4 separate regions of the Mus musculus genome follow, and regions 1, 2 and 4 are each linked to region 3. Evidence: chromatin contacts called from public Hi-C and promoter capture Hi-C data. All regions are on one chromosome and are shown on one strand. The core of a region is the stretch at or near the end of the contact, and the rest is flanking DNA. Distances in the headings are between cores, read along the strand shown. Region 1 holds the start of Ier5 (immediate early response 5). Region 2 holds the start of Tpr (translocated promoter region, nuclear basket protein). Region 3 holds the start of Smg7 (Smg-7 homolog, nonsense mediated mRNA decay factor (C. elegans)). Region 4 holds the start of Stx6 (syntaxin 6).

What was found. Hi-C and Micro-C count contacts between places; a contact is called where the count stands out from the background. Capture Hi-C pulls out chosen DNA fragments and counts their contacts.
Region 1: a contact with region 3 is called in a Hi-C map of CD8 T cells, with 12 times the contacts expected there. The contact joins the promoter of Ier5 here to the promoter of Smg7 in region 3. A contact is called at or near these places in 1 of 39 promoter capture datasets (liver) and 1 of 484 Hi-C or Micro-C datasets (CD8 T cells).
Region 2: a promoter capture Hi-C map of liver shows a contact between it and region 3, with 5 times the contacts expected there. The contact joins the promoter of Tpr here to the promoter of Smg7 in region 3. A contact is called at or near these places in 3 of 39 promoter capture datasets (erythroid cells and liver), 3 of 484 Hi-C or Micro-C datasets (B cells, CD8 T cells and regulatory T cells), 3 of 115 datasets of contacts at active chromatin or transcription factors (CD4 single positive thymocytes, astrocytes and double positive thymocytes) and 1 of 9 other capture datasets (liver).
Region 4: a Hi-C map of CD4 T cells shows a contact between it and region 3, with 4 times the contacts expected there. The contact joins the promoter of Stx6 here to the promoter of Smg7 in region 3. A contact is called at or near these places in 2 of 39 promoter capture datasets (both in liver) and 1 of 484 Hi-C or Micro-C datasets (CD4 T cells).

Annotation. Positions count from the first base shown.
Region 1 is chr1:155,097,555-155,100,898 of GRCm38.p6, reverse strand. It overlaps Ier5 (immediate early response 5), which reads left to right and starts at 1,263. Exons shown (of 1, transcript NM_010500.2): 1 at 1,263-3,344. The coding sequence starts at 1,469. The coding sequence ends at 2,395.
Region 2 is chr1:150,391,492-150,394,840 of GRCm38.p6, reverse strand. It overlaps Tpr (translocated promoter region, nuclear basket protein), which reads right to left and starts at 2,003. Exons shown (of 52, transcript NM_133780.3): 1 at 1,828-2,003; 2 at 1,183-1,485. The coding sequence starts at 1,897. Odr4 (odr4 GPCR localization factor homolog) reads left to right here and starts at 1,786. Exons shown (of 14, transcript NM_145511.2): 1 at 1,786-2,151.
Region 3 is chr1:152,900,933-152,904,002 of GRCm38.p6, reverse strand. Smg7 (Smg-7 homolog, nonsense mediated mRNA decay factor (C. elegans)) reads left to right here and starts at 1,357. Exons shown (of 23, transcript NM_001160256.1): 1 at 1,357-1,494. The coding sequence starts at 1,466.
Region 4 is chr1:155,157,063-155,160,266 of GRCm38.p6, reverse strand. Stx6 (syntaxin 6) reads right to left here and starts at 1,564. Exons shown (of 8, transcript NM_021433.3): 1 at 1,340-1,564. The coding sequence starts at 1,374.

The DNA of each region.
Region 1 (3,344 bases), core at 14-2,513, 2.2 Mb before region 3:
AGTTGTAGCAGTAATAGTGGCCAAAGTTAGCATCCCCCAAACCATCAGATCTGAAGGCATCCTGGTTGTGAACTGGCTCTTAATCAAGCCTACCTCTCACTAGTATTTCTTCCATGTAAATGGCCAAACCTATTGTAGGGTCAGGCAAACCTTTCACATAGACACCGTGTAAGCTGTGGTTAACTTTATTATTTAGATTGACTCTGAGAGTTGCCATTTATCTTCTGTGTAATAAAGAAGGTGTATCTGTGATTTCTTCATTTTATATTTGAAACTTCAGGGCCATAAGGCAATTTACAGAGCCATCAGGCACCAGTACAATCTTGTCATGGTCCTTCTGACAGGGATTTGCAAGACTCAGTGGATGGGACTACATTGACTGACCAGAAAAATTTTAGGAACCCTCCCCCCATACTTGACAAAAAACAATTTACATAATCAACATGGGAAACCAGAACTTATTTGTATTTTTAGAACTTACTAGATTTCCCCCAAAATAGATCAGTTACTTATTGTGTGTGTGTGTGGGGGGGGGGTATTAAACAAACAGACAAACAAAGAAAACCATTGTGGAGAAATAGGTAACATCTTCCATTTAAAATATGTGATAACTGAGAATCTGGGGAACGAAATGAAAGATGCCAGCTTTAGGTGAGAACAAACAACGTTGTACCTGAATTCTGTTCCTTCATAAGGCAGAAGCTTGGGTATTTCTAGAACGTTCCCTTTTGTTTGTAGTTAAATGCTGAGTATAACGCTAATGGGAAAGGGGCTAACTCCAACATAATATCTCAAATATATCGTGCTAGTTGTCATATATTGTCATCGCTTCCATTTCTGCCAAGAATGACCAGAAATTACAGCTGAAACAGCTATGAGCAGCTGGAAATTGTGTATGAAAGGAACTGAATTTTATTGTGCAGTAGATTCCAGCACACTAAACGAATGAAAGTTCCAGTCAGTGTGCTAAGGTACATCACAAAGCGGAATCCCTTACTACATACAGTTCTGTGGGCCTCGTTCTCCTCTATCAACGCCTCTGAACACAAATCCCACCGCACATGATCAATGGGCTGCCTGCAATCTCCCCCTTTAAGAGCTTGCTCCGCGGGACTAACGTTTGAACAGGCCCTGGGGCCCCTCCTCTGCCTCTGATTGGTCGGGGGCGGAGCACGAGGCACATCTGCCCGCCCAGAACGGTTAGCGGCGCTTTGTGATTGGCGTTCGAGGAGCATATATAAGGTGCAGTGTGGCCCCGCAGCGCTCAGTTTAGAGTCCGGCTCAGAACGGTTCTGTTGTCTGAAGGGAAGCGGCGGAGGGGGACTACGCGTCACCAGGTCTTTTCTCCACCGAGCTTTCAGACGCCGAGGGTACAACCACAGAGGAAGACCTGATCCCGCCTACAGCTCCTCTCGCAGCTTCAGAAGGCAAGCAGGCGTTCACCCTATCGTCTGGAAGCGAAGGCAGGATGGAGTTCAAGCTGGAGGCTCACCGCATCGTCAGCATCTCCCTGGGCAAGATCTACAACTCGCGGGTCCAGCGCGGCGGCATCAAGCTGCACAAGAACCTCTTGGTGTCGTTGGTGCTGCGCAGCGCCCGCCAAGTCTACCTGAGTGACCCCTGCCCTGGCCTCTACCTGGCTGGCCCTGCGGGGACCCCGGCGGTGCCGCCGCCTCAGCAGCCTGGAGAGCCTGTAGCCGGGCCACCCTCCGGCTGGGGAGAGCCGCCCCCGCCGGTCGCCCGTGCCGCCTGGCCGGAGCCCGAGCCTCAGCCGCAGCCTCAGCCTCAGCGTCCCTCCGTGTGCCACACGCCCGGAGCGGGAAGCTCAGAACCGGTGGCCGCGGTGGCCGGATCGGGGGAAGCTCTCCGGGGCGGAGAGGAGGACTCGGCGGCAGCTGCTTGGGGCCGCGTGGAGCGTCCGCGCGCGGCGTCTTCAGGAGGTGGCTCGGACGCGTGCCCCGAGGGGCCCCGGGCAGTGCGCCGCCCGTGCGGCTGTCCCCCGGCCGTGGAGGAGCGGTCCTCCGAGGACGGGTCCCCCGCGCCACCCGCCCCGTGTCCCAGGAAGCGTGGCGCAGCGGGAGTGGGTGGCGGCCGCGCGAGCTGCTCGGCACCCGGCTCTACCCCTCTCAAGAAGCCGCGCCGGAACTCGGAGGAGCAGCCAGTCACCGGCGAGGACGACACCGACGAGGAGATGGAGACCGGGAACGTGGCAAACCTCATCAGCATCTTCGGGTCTAGCTTCTCGGGACTCCTACGGAAAAGCCCCGCAGGCGGCCGAGAGGAAGAGGAGGCGGAGGAGGGCGGCCCGGAAGCCGCCGAGCCGGGGCAGATCTGCTGCGACAAGCCGGTGCTGAGAGACATGAGCCCCTGGAGCACAGCCATCGTGGCCTTCTGAGCCCCCGGGACCCGAGTGGCTGGAGCTTGAGCAGCGGGAGTCCCCGAAGTGCGGCCGGGGCCTCTCCCGGCCGCGAGGACGAGCCGAGACCGTAGGCGCTGGGCGCGTAGGGGAGACTGGTTGCTGCCGGGCAGCACATCGCCCCAGAAGGGGCAGCCCGGCTGGGCCGTGGCTCTCGAGTCTCATCCTGAGACCTAGAGTTGGAGGCTTATTGGAAGAGGACGATCGATCGTTAACTTTTGTATCTGTGTGTGTCCGTGTGTAAGTTTGTCTTGTGTTGAGACTGTTCTGTGATTCTGGAATGCACCACCCCTTCCCCGGGGCTTGAGACTTTGGGGGTGCAGACAGGGACTTTCCTCTGCCAGCAGCACAGAAAAGGAAGCTGCAGAAAGGCTCGAGGAAGGGGAGTTCCCCGTTCGATCTTGGGGGAGAGAGGGACTTTACACACACCTCTCTCTCATGAAAGCTACGACCGCACCGGGGCGCGGAGTGGCGTTTTCTCACAGGATTTCCTCAGACTAGAGGGAGTTCGTCTGGAGTAGAGACTTGTATTATTTTTCTCCCTCCCCATCCTTTCTCTGGCACAGAAGAAGCGCTTCTACCCTGTGATTACTCTGGGAAAGCAGAACATTAAGGGACCTTCAATTCCCCACAGGGGAAAAAAAGCTTGCTGAACTTCACAGAAGAGTTCAAGCTTGGAAATACGGAGTTTATAGAGAAAAGATATATTTTTTAAAAGCTCTAGCTCAGAACTTACTACACAGTGCTTTTAAAAAGTGTTTAATGAAACAAAGTTTACAGACGAGCTCTAAGTGGAAGGACCTTATGGCTTTGTAGATAAGGTGACTCCAGTCTTTGTTGTATAAAGGTTGGGGGAGCTGATAAGGTTTTTGTACAGTATTTTCTCCTTCTCTGTATTGATTTTTGTATAAAAATGTAACTTTACGTG
Region 2 (3,349 bases), core at 754-3,253, 2.5 Mb after region 3:
TTTAAATGATGCCTAAATTTCTGTAAAAATAAACATGCAGACTTCCCACAAAAAGGGACTGCATTTGTCTACTTCATCCCATTATTGGGACATATAAATTACTCAGTATTGACTGTGTGTAAATTAATTAACAGAATACAGTATATTATACAAACTTCTTAAGAGTCACAAAATAACTGGATATTTTTACTTATCAACGTTGCTTGATAACTACACTTTATTGAAGAAAAAAATTAAATTAGGTGGAAATTTCTAATCAATCTACCATACTATAGACCCCATTCCCTCAATTAATGATAAACCAAAACATGTGACAAAAAATTCTGTTTTTTCTTTCTTTTTTTTTTCGAGACAGGGTTTCTCTGTGTAGCCCTGGCTGTCCTGGAACTCACTCTGTAGACCAGGCTGGCCTTGAACTCAGAAATACGACTGCCTCTGCCTCCCAAGTGCTAGGATTAAAGGCGTGCGCCGCCACCACCGCCCGGCTCTGTTTTTTAAATAACTGTTTTCTTTCTCCCAAGAATATTTAAGCTATGTCTCTAATTTCCTTATACAAAAGCAACGACAAGAACGTACAAGCAGATATTTTTATTATATATTTCCTATCAAGTCTCAACGCTCTGGGAGAACCACCATATATTCATTTATCGCATTTCATTGCTCTTTCTAGTACCGTCCTTTTGTATACAAATTCCTCATCGCGACCATCTACTGCATTATTAGATCACAGGGTGCTATACACACTAAAACAAGGCACTAAAGGGGGGAAATGGGTAAAGGCTTATAAATCCAGTTTAAAAACAAACAAACTGGGGGGGGGGCGCTTAACTGTCATTTAAAGTACAGCAAAACAACATTAGATTAGGATTGCATAGTCCTAAAAATCTGGTGCAAACTGGGCCAAATTCTCCAGTTTCTGTCGGTGGGCCCATTGAGGAGTTTCCACAGAAGACTACGCTTAGTAAAAGGAAACCGAGGTAAACGAAGGTGGATTTAGATCGGGGAGGATCCCCCCGCCCCCCGATCTAAACCACACAGCGGGGAGAAGAGAGAAGGCCTCCGCTGCACATGGAGCCTGAGAAGCTGCTACCTGAACACCTCACCAGGGAGAAGAGGGCAGGCGTGCAAAGGAGGTCGGGCCCCAGCTCCAGACCGGAGCGCGAAGAGCGTCTCCACACTTACCACTCTCCACCTTAAATTTCTCGTGCCGCCCCTTCAGGCAGTCGATCTCGGACTGCTGCTCGGCCAGGAACTTCTCAAGTTTGTTCTGCGTCGACTTCGGCAGTTTGTTCAGTTCCGGGCGCTCCAGCACTTGCTGCAACACCGCCGCCATGTCGGCCGGGATCGCGGCAACAGCCGCAGCGGCTGAAGGAGAAGCCAAGGAGCAAGGAGAAGCGCGGAGCCCAGCCGCCGGAGCCGCCCCGTCCGCCGCCTCGCTCGCGGTCTCTCGCGCGCCTGCCCGCCTGAGACTCCCGCGGCGGGACCCTGGGAAAGAGAGTCCCGCGTTAGGTGCAGCCAGAGCCGCGCCGCCGCGCCCTCTCTGCGCACGCAGCCACCGGGAGCTAGGCACGCTGGGAAAGCGAGTTCACAGCAGCCTCGGCCCCAGTTTTTTGGGGATTTCACCGGTTTCCAGCCCCAGAGACTCTTGGGAAATGTAGTGTATTTCTCACCCGCTTACGCGCGCTCAGGCCGCACCTCTCGCCCCACTTCCTTCTTTCTCCCCGCCCCCGGCTCGCCTCCTATGGCTGTGACGAGTGCCCGCGCGGGGGCGCTACATAAGTACGCAGCCACCCTCGTCCTTATCCCGGAGGAGCAAGACGACCTTACCGTCAAAACCCCGGGATGTCATGGGTACTCCTCTGTGGCCACTTCTAGAAGCCGAGCCACCAGAGGTCATGGGTCACGGCAGGGTGTCTCGACAGGCTCTGGGCTACCGCCACGATCTTAACGGTGCCCCGAGAGGGGCGGGGTGCAGGCCTCCCTCGCTTGGGTAGAAGAGCTGCGGAGATGGGTGCGGGACGGCTTGCGTCATCAGTCTGCACCCGTTGGGGCCGCGACCCGCGTTTGGAGTAGGAAGTGTCTCTGCTGTCGCTTTCTGATGAGATCATTGGCTGTGGACGTGGGGACCTGAGTGGCACCTGGCCTTTGAAGGTAGCTACTTGTACCCTAACTCGAGTTCTCTCGCTGACAGAAAGCTCCAGGGATTTATTTGCCACATGTGCACATTCTGAGATCAAGTTAGTCGGCCAAGGAATATGTGTGCACCCGGGCACCACCAGCTTCCTTTTCGGGGAGAAAAGAAAGGATTTAGGGACCATATGGAACAGTCAGTCACTGGTGCACACTCAAGCCCTGTTCGGAGGAGATTAGCTTAGTGTCAAACCTGGTACCTACATGCTTTTGTGGGTGTGAGGTACCGAATGACTTAGTGCGAAATTAAAGTAGTCTGGTTAATATTTTAAACAGAAAAAAAATCAAATTTTGTTGTTTATGTAGTAAGATGACATTGCAGGCAAATGTCTGATGTTGACGTTTTTAATTTTAACATTTTTAGGACAGTTTTATTGAGACACTTGTCATTTTGCCACAGTAACAGAACTATGTCTGTTTCCCGAACACGACTCAGCAATATCAGCGTGTACTTCGTTTCATGGCTGGGTACTTTTCTGGAAGAATTTGTTGCCTTTTGATTGAAAATAAGGAGAGCACATGCCTGTGGTGTCAGCTACAGGGATTAAGAGGTGGGGGGGTTATCATTCCAGGACAGCCTGTGTTAGGAGTCAGGCTCTGTCTTAATGAAGGGGATGGGAGGGATTAAATTAGTAGGAGATTCATAACTGAATTCACAAGCTGAAGAAGAGGACAGGAGATGAGAACAGGAGATGTTCCTGCAATGATTCAATTGAAGGGCTGAGTATCATTGCCACCGCAAGCAAAACAGATTGAGAGAACTTAAATCCCACCTTTCACACTCACTACTTTAGTCATTTGGAGGAGTTATTTAACATTTCTTTTTGATTTCTTTATGTATAAAACGGAGACGACAATAATAGTACTTACCGTGCAGGAATTTGTATTAAATATCAATACATGTGAAGTCCTTAGAAAAATGTCCCGTGTAGAATTGAAGCAATATAGATAATTGTCATTGCAGACTGGTTACCTAAGTGGCTGTTATTAGGAGTTGTCTCATAGCAGCAATCACACATTTGTGCCTTCCCACCTTGCACAATTTGTAGAAAACAGTCGTTTTACAGTCACTATTGGGTAAACAAATTTGAGTCTCTCTCCTCTTAATGAACTAATCAGAAATTCAGCTTCCATATTTTAGAAACAAGAATATCGAAGT
Region 3 (3,070 bases), core at 108-2,607:
ATGCCTAAGAACTGCGTGTTAGCCTCCTAGGCTGGGTTCGAGCTCTCACTAAGTCGCCTACGGGAGGTCTCGCCGGTGATATCGAGTAGGAATTAGGCAAGGGTCGACCGGCTACAAAAAGTCGAACATTCGCGATCGCCGGAGCCGCATCTCGGTTGTCATGTGCCCGTCTCTTCCCTTAGGGACCCGCTTCTGGCGGGATCCCGCTGCCCAGCCTCAAACAGTGGTGGGGAAGCCCCTTCCCTTTCCTCTGACTTCGCAGCATCGCCCTCGCTTTCTCGTTCCCACCCACTCGCCGCCGGCCTTCATAACCTGCCTTTTCTTCTCGGGCCCGGCCCTCTCCCTACCCGGCTCAGATAGGCAACGATGGAGGTGGTTTCCACCCTTGGGGGACTGGCAATGCCTAAAATGAATGCTTCGGGGTCTCCCCCAATTTTTGCTGGGAGAGTAAGGGAGGAAGAAATGGACTTTCCTACTCGGATAACCATTTCGACTTCTGGCTTTTAAAAAGGCAGGGAATCCAAGTGGGGAATCCTGGGCAGTTTCCAGGGAACCCGTTTCTCTACGGGAGGGTCACCCTGTCTACACACGGCAGTTACTATGACAATACAACCACAGCCTCCAGTTTCCATGGCAGCGGCCTGCCCAATCGGATTGGTTTTCCTTTCTATTTCTCCCTGGGCTCCGCCCTATTCCCCCCCCCCCCCCCAACCTTCTCCCAGAGTGCCCGGGGAGGGGCGGCTGAAACGGGGGAGGCCTCTGCGTCACTCTCCGGCGCGCGAGGGGACGACCGGAGTCGAGGAATTGGCGGGCGGAACTGTAGGAGGAAGGGGTGGCGTTTCCGGCGGGGAAAGTGGAGGAGTGGGAAAAAAAAAAAAAAGAAAGAAGGAAGGAAGTGAGAAGTGGGCGGGTGGCCGGGCGGAAGGCTTTGAGTGTGACTCCGGGCTGCTCTGGGCTCGATGTCCGCGGTGAGCCGGGGGCCGCCCCCGCGCCCGGGAGGAACAGGACGGAGCCTTAGGAGGCCGCCGGGCACCAGCACCGGATCGTTCGGCCGGCGCGCGGGCACCGCACCGCTCGCCGATCCCAAGAGGGAGCGCTACAGAGCGGCGGAAAGCACCCAGAGGGACCGGCGCTGCTGAAGTCTCGCGAGAGCGAACCCGACTTCCTTCCTCTGCTTCTCCCCTCCTCTTTCCCCGCCCCTTTCCCCTTCTTTTTCCCCCCCCCCTCCGGAGCCGGAGCGTCCCTGCGCCCCACAGGCCAGAGCCGCAGCCGCTGCCGGAGCCGCTCCCCCCAACTCCCTCCCCCTCGCCTCACTCACTCTCCCCCCCCCCCACCCCGCGCCAAGCGAGGAGGAGTCGGAGGAGAGGAAGATGGCGGCGACCGCCAGCACCCGCGGGGCCGCGGGGCCGCTCCGAGGAGCCTGAGAGACCCACGGAGGCTTCGCGGCGAGACGCGGCGGCGGAGGATGAGCCTGCAGAGCGCGCAGTATCTCCGGTGAGCGCCGGAGCTTGGCCGAGGCGTGGTGGCGACGGGGGAAGGGGAGGCTCTCGGGGGGCCGAGGACCGGCGGACTCGGAAGCGGTGGGGGAGTCGCGGCGTCCTTCTGTCCCCAGGGCGGGGAGGCCGAGCGCGGGGCCGAGCGGGCGGCTGCGGGAGGGGGCGGGCACACACATGGCTGCCTGGCCCCCGGGAAGCCGGGCGAGCCGCGCTCCGGGGGAAGCCGGGCGAGGAGCGGAGGGAGGTTGGGGAAGCGGGAGACGAGAACGTGTGTGTGAGTGTGTGTGTGTGCGTGTGCGCGCGCGCGCGCGCGCCTCTGGTCGCAGGCTGCGGGGCCGGGGTAGGGGAGAGGAGAGCCGGCAGCGACCCAGAGTCGAGGTGGGTGTGAAGGGGTCTGGAGCCCACGGCCCGGGAAACGTGGTGTGCTGGCCGGGGCGATGCAGGAGAGAGGAGGATGGAAGTCGGCACACCTGGGGGTTGGGAGGGCGCATTCTGGAGGGCAAATGAGAGGAAGGGGAGCCCGCAGGAAACGCGAGCTTGTTCTTTAGTCGCGGGCTGGAAGGAGGAGAAATAATGCCTTCTGTCCAGAGTTAGAGGGGTCGGAGAGCCCGGAAAGGGGGAAAAAGGATGGGGAGACGAGGGAAGAGGGAGGTGCTACGAACAAGGTGATGTTCTCGAAAGAAACTGTAGTTGGAAGATACCATTCTGAGAGTCGTGTGCATTCATTAGGTGCGATGTAAGGAACTTGTATGAAGGAGATAGAGTGACCCATGGGTACTGGGGGTGCGTGCGTGTGTATGTGTATGTGTGTGTGTGTGTGTGTGTGTGTGTGTGTGAGTGTCTGGGGTAAGGGAGGGGAAGCAGGGATTGATGCACACTTAAAGAAGACTCACATGCATTAACACCGACGTCGAGAACATTTTGAATGGAAAGACAGCAGCTGGTGTGCAGTCAGAATAGTTTGACGGATTTTGAGTGAGAGCTTGGAGGAAACTAGAGGGGAAAATACAGCCTTCACAATGGGAAATAAGGTTGCTAGTGCCTGAGGCTAATGGAGGAGTTGCTAAGACTGGGAACTTACAAACTGGCCTTTTTGTCTTTCAGGAACAGTGTTTTTCTTTTAAATAGCAGGTCTTATTTGGGAAGATACTTTTAAAAAGTGAGTTGAAACCTTGAGGAGAAGAGAATTGAATGGGTAGATAACTGAGTAAGATTTTCTTTAGCTGTTTAGACATAAGTGATGTGGAAGTCGATGTGTTAAGAGTGGTCCCATATATATATTTATATTGCAAGAGAATTGATGTTGTTCTGTGGTAAACAGAGTGGCTATTCTGTCTTTGAAAGTAGTTATTCATTACACTGGAGAGAGAGTGGTGGGATCTCTGAATCTTTGATGCATGAATTCCAGAGTTTAGCACAATGTGTATGCCTGATATTATAAGGTGGCATTCTCTTTTTTTTCCTCTGTTACCCTTATTACTGCATTAAGTAAACTTTACAGTGAGCTGTGAATATATAGGTGCAGTAGAAAAAAATAGAAACTACCAGGACAGTTCTTAATCTTAAGGAAATTA
Region 4 (3,204 bases), core at 315-2,814, 2.3 Mb before region 3:
CAACATTCACTTACCACTCCACAAAATAAGACAAAAACCCAAGAAAACCCTTCCATTCAAGGGAAAAGTATACAACTCTAACTCTAAATTTAAAAACAAAACCAACTAAAATCTTAATCAATTCCATAATATAGAACACAATTTCCAGGTAGGCAGATTTTACTGTTAAATATATACCTTCCTATTCCCCGACTAAATTAAAGCAAGGCAAAAGAAAAACCCTTTTAAGGAAACGTAGAGACAATCTTAGCCAAGCTGGCCTTTAATCCCAGCACTCAGGAAGCAGAGGCAGGCAGATCTCAGTGAGTTCAAGGGAGTTACACAGAGAAACTCTGTCTCAAAAAGCCAAAAAAAAAAAAAAAAGCAGTCATAATATATTTGATTGTGCATTGACTGTACACACCAAGGATAGTAAAGTATCTCATTTTAAGTTTCCCAGGACTCTTAAATACAAAAACAAACACCCACACAACTGGTCAGCTTTTACCACTATACAAGTAAGATGCAAGTAGCAACTAGTTAAAAGCAAAGAACACTTTGCAGTCAGTAGAACTTACTCTGTCTTAACTTCGCAGTTCTCAGATTTTTGACATTTCTCTGACATTCAAAGCATAAAACTGACACATTATTAGAAATAAGTTGCGACATCATAATTGCGCTTTCTTGCTTTTGTGTAATGGCTACAAAGTTGATACAACAAAGTGCAATTGATGTTTTCATCTCCCAACAGATAAACAAAGATGGAGTCAGGACAGTTCTGTCGCAAAACGAGGGCAGTAGGCTTCTAAAAAGGCAGAACGTGAAGTGAGGGAAACCTGTCAAACACCCAGGATGAAACCAAGGAGTTCAATAGAAACACTCATTTCCTTCGACACGGTGGGAAAACCCCGGTGGCTCACAAGAAACCCTCGGAAAGTTTGGTTTGGCTGATTGCATATTGTTTTCCTTCCAACATCAGCACCCGGCCTGGAGGACTTTTCCTCCCCCGGGAAAGCGCGCGTCCTCCCGCACCGGCTCCCGCACCCGCTGGACACTACCGGGCAAGCCGCGGGGTGGCCGTCCCGAGCTAGCTCCACGACTCCACAATGGAGCTCGCCCCCGCGCACGCCCACTCCAAGAGGGCCATTTCCCTTTTCCTGCCCAGATGCTGTCGGCCGGCTCCGGCGCGTCGCTCCCCACCTGCGGCGCGCGACCCCGAGGAAGTGGCGGTGCGGGCCGATAGTGGGACCCCAGGGGCCCGGCCCCAAACGACGCGCGGTGTCCGAGCACAGAGGCTGTGTCGCCCTGCCTCGATTTCCCTCCCCTCTCTCTGAGGCGGGAGTCCTCGGCCCACACTCACCCCTTCACTACAAAGAAGGGGTCCTCCATGGACATGGCGCCCGGCCCGGCAGCCCGAGCCCTCCCTGAGGTCTACCGTGGCCAGCGCCTCGGCCGGGGCGACCCGGAGCAGCAGTGCGCGCAGACCCGGGTGCCCGTCGGCCGTCGGTCCAGCAGTCGGTCAGCGCCGCGGGTCGAATCCCACTCCAAGCCGGCCCCCACGGCAGCCTCCTCCCCCGGCACCTCCGGCGTCTGGCCCCGCCCCCAGAACCTTCGCCACTACCAATCATGGACGCGTACCGCAGCCTCACTTCCGCACTCAGGCTCACGTGACCCAGATCGCCCAGGCCCTGCGCCGGAGAGGGGCGGAGCCTAGCTTGCGTCACTAGGCCCGAGAGGCGGGGCTCTGGATAGTGGGGGCGGTCTTCTGCTGCCTGGAGAAGGCAATGAGGATTTTAAGAAAGCTGTTGCTGTGTCTGATTTGCATAGACCTTTTACCTTTTCTCTACTTTTAATACTTGCTTTTAACTCCCTGTGATTTACATGCCCATCTAATCATCGTCTTGCACTAAAGGATTCTCAAAAGATCTGATTATGGTAAGGTCTTAGGTCATGCAGTGTGTAAAGGCTGTATAAACATCCTCAATCAATACTCTTTTGGAGGACGATCCTACTGTTTCTAATTTGTTAGAGACTTCATTCTTTCCTGTACAGGGTCACACAACCCCAGACACACAGATCCACAGATCCCGGACATTTGTACTTCATTCTGAAAGCAAAGAAGGAGCCAGACGGGATCACTTCCTTTCAACTACGATTGCAGAACATCCAGAGCATTTTATATGGCACAATTAGACACACTGTGCGTAACTTCTTGGATGAGAACTGTGACCTTTGATTATTGATAATCACTGAGCAGTGACTGAGCATTGGACAGGATTCTAAGTTATCTCACTGTCACATTCCTATTATTTATCATCTTCATTTTATGAATGAGCTTGGACTCCGAGAGGTTACGTGACTTAGCCAAATTCTTTAGTCTCCTTGGAGCTTGCATCAAACAAATTCCCTTTGAACCTGAAGTCCCCCATTCAATTCCTCATCTTTAAGATGTAAGGTGGTGGTGGCACACACCATTAAGACCCGCACTCAAGGGGCAGAGGCAGATGGATCTCTATGAGTCTGAGGCCAGTCTGGTCTAATGAGCTAGTTCTAGGACAGCCAGGATGTGTAGGGGTGGAGTAGGAGGAATGTTATGTGAACTCTGAGGCCCCAATGCCGTCAGGGACCCCTGAAGGAAGCTGTTGTTTAGAGGACAGCAAGAGGACATGATAGAGGAAGGGAGGAGAAGAGAAGTGAGAAGCAAAAGTCAAAGACGCCAGGCTTCTCTGAACTCCTGAAGGAGCGGTGGGTGGCAGGTGTCGGGAAGGGGAGCTGCCGGGAGAGTTGCAGGCTTTGGCTACCTACCTACTGAAATTCAGAGATAAAATGTTCATTGACAATGGCATGTAAGTGGAAGAGCAGATGAGCCTGATCCTTGAAGGTCAAACCTCAGCTCTGCTAGTCCCAGAAGCCGTGTCAAGCCAGGTTCTTAATTGTTGACTGTCCTGTCTCTGGATGGATACCATAGTAACATCTTTCTCCTACAGTGTACAAAGTATTGGCAAAATCCAGCACACCTGAGCTTCTTTACTCTGCTCAGGGCACTAAGGACTCCGAGATGAATACTCTTGTCCCCAAGGAGCTCCCAGGCCTGTGGAGAGGAGTATTCAATTCCAGATAATGAGAGGGCACAGGTAACTGGAGAAATGCACAGCCTAGATAGCAGAGCTGAGATACCAGCGTATTTTGTGGGTGTGTGGGGCTGGGCTGGGAGGCTCCTAAACA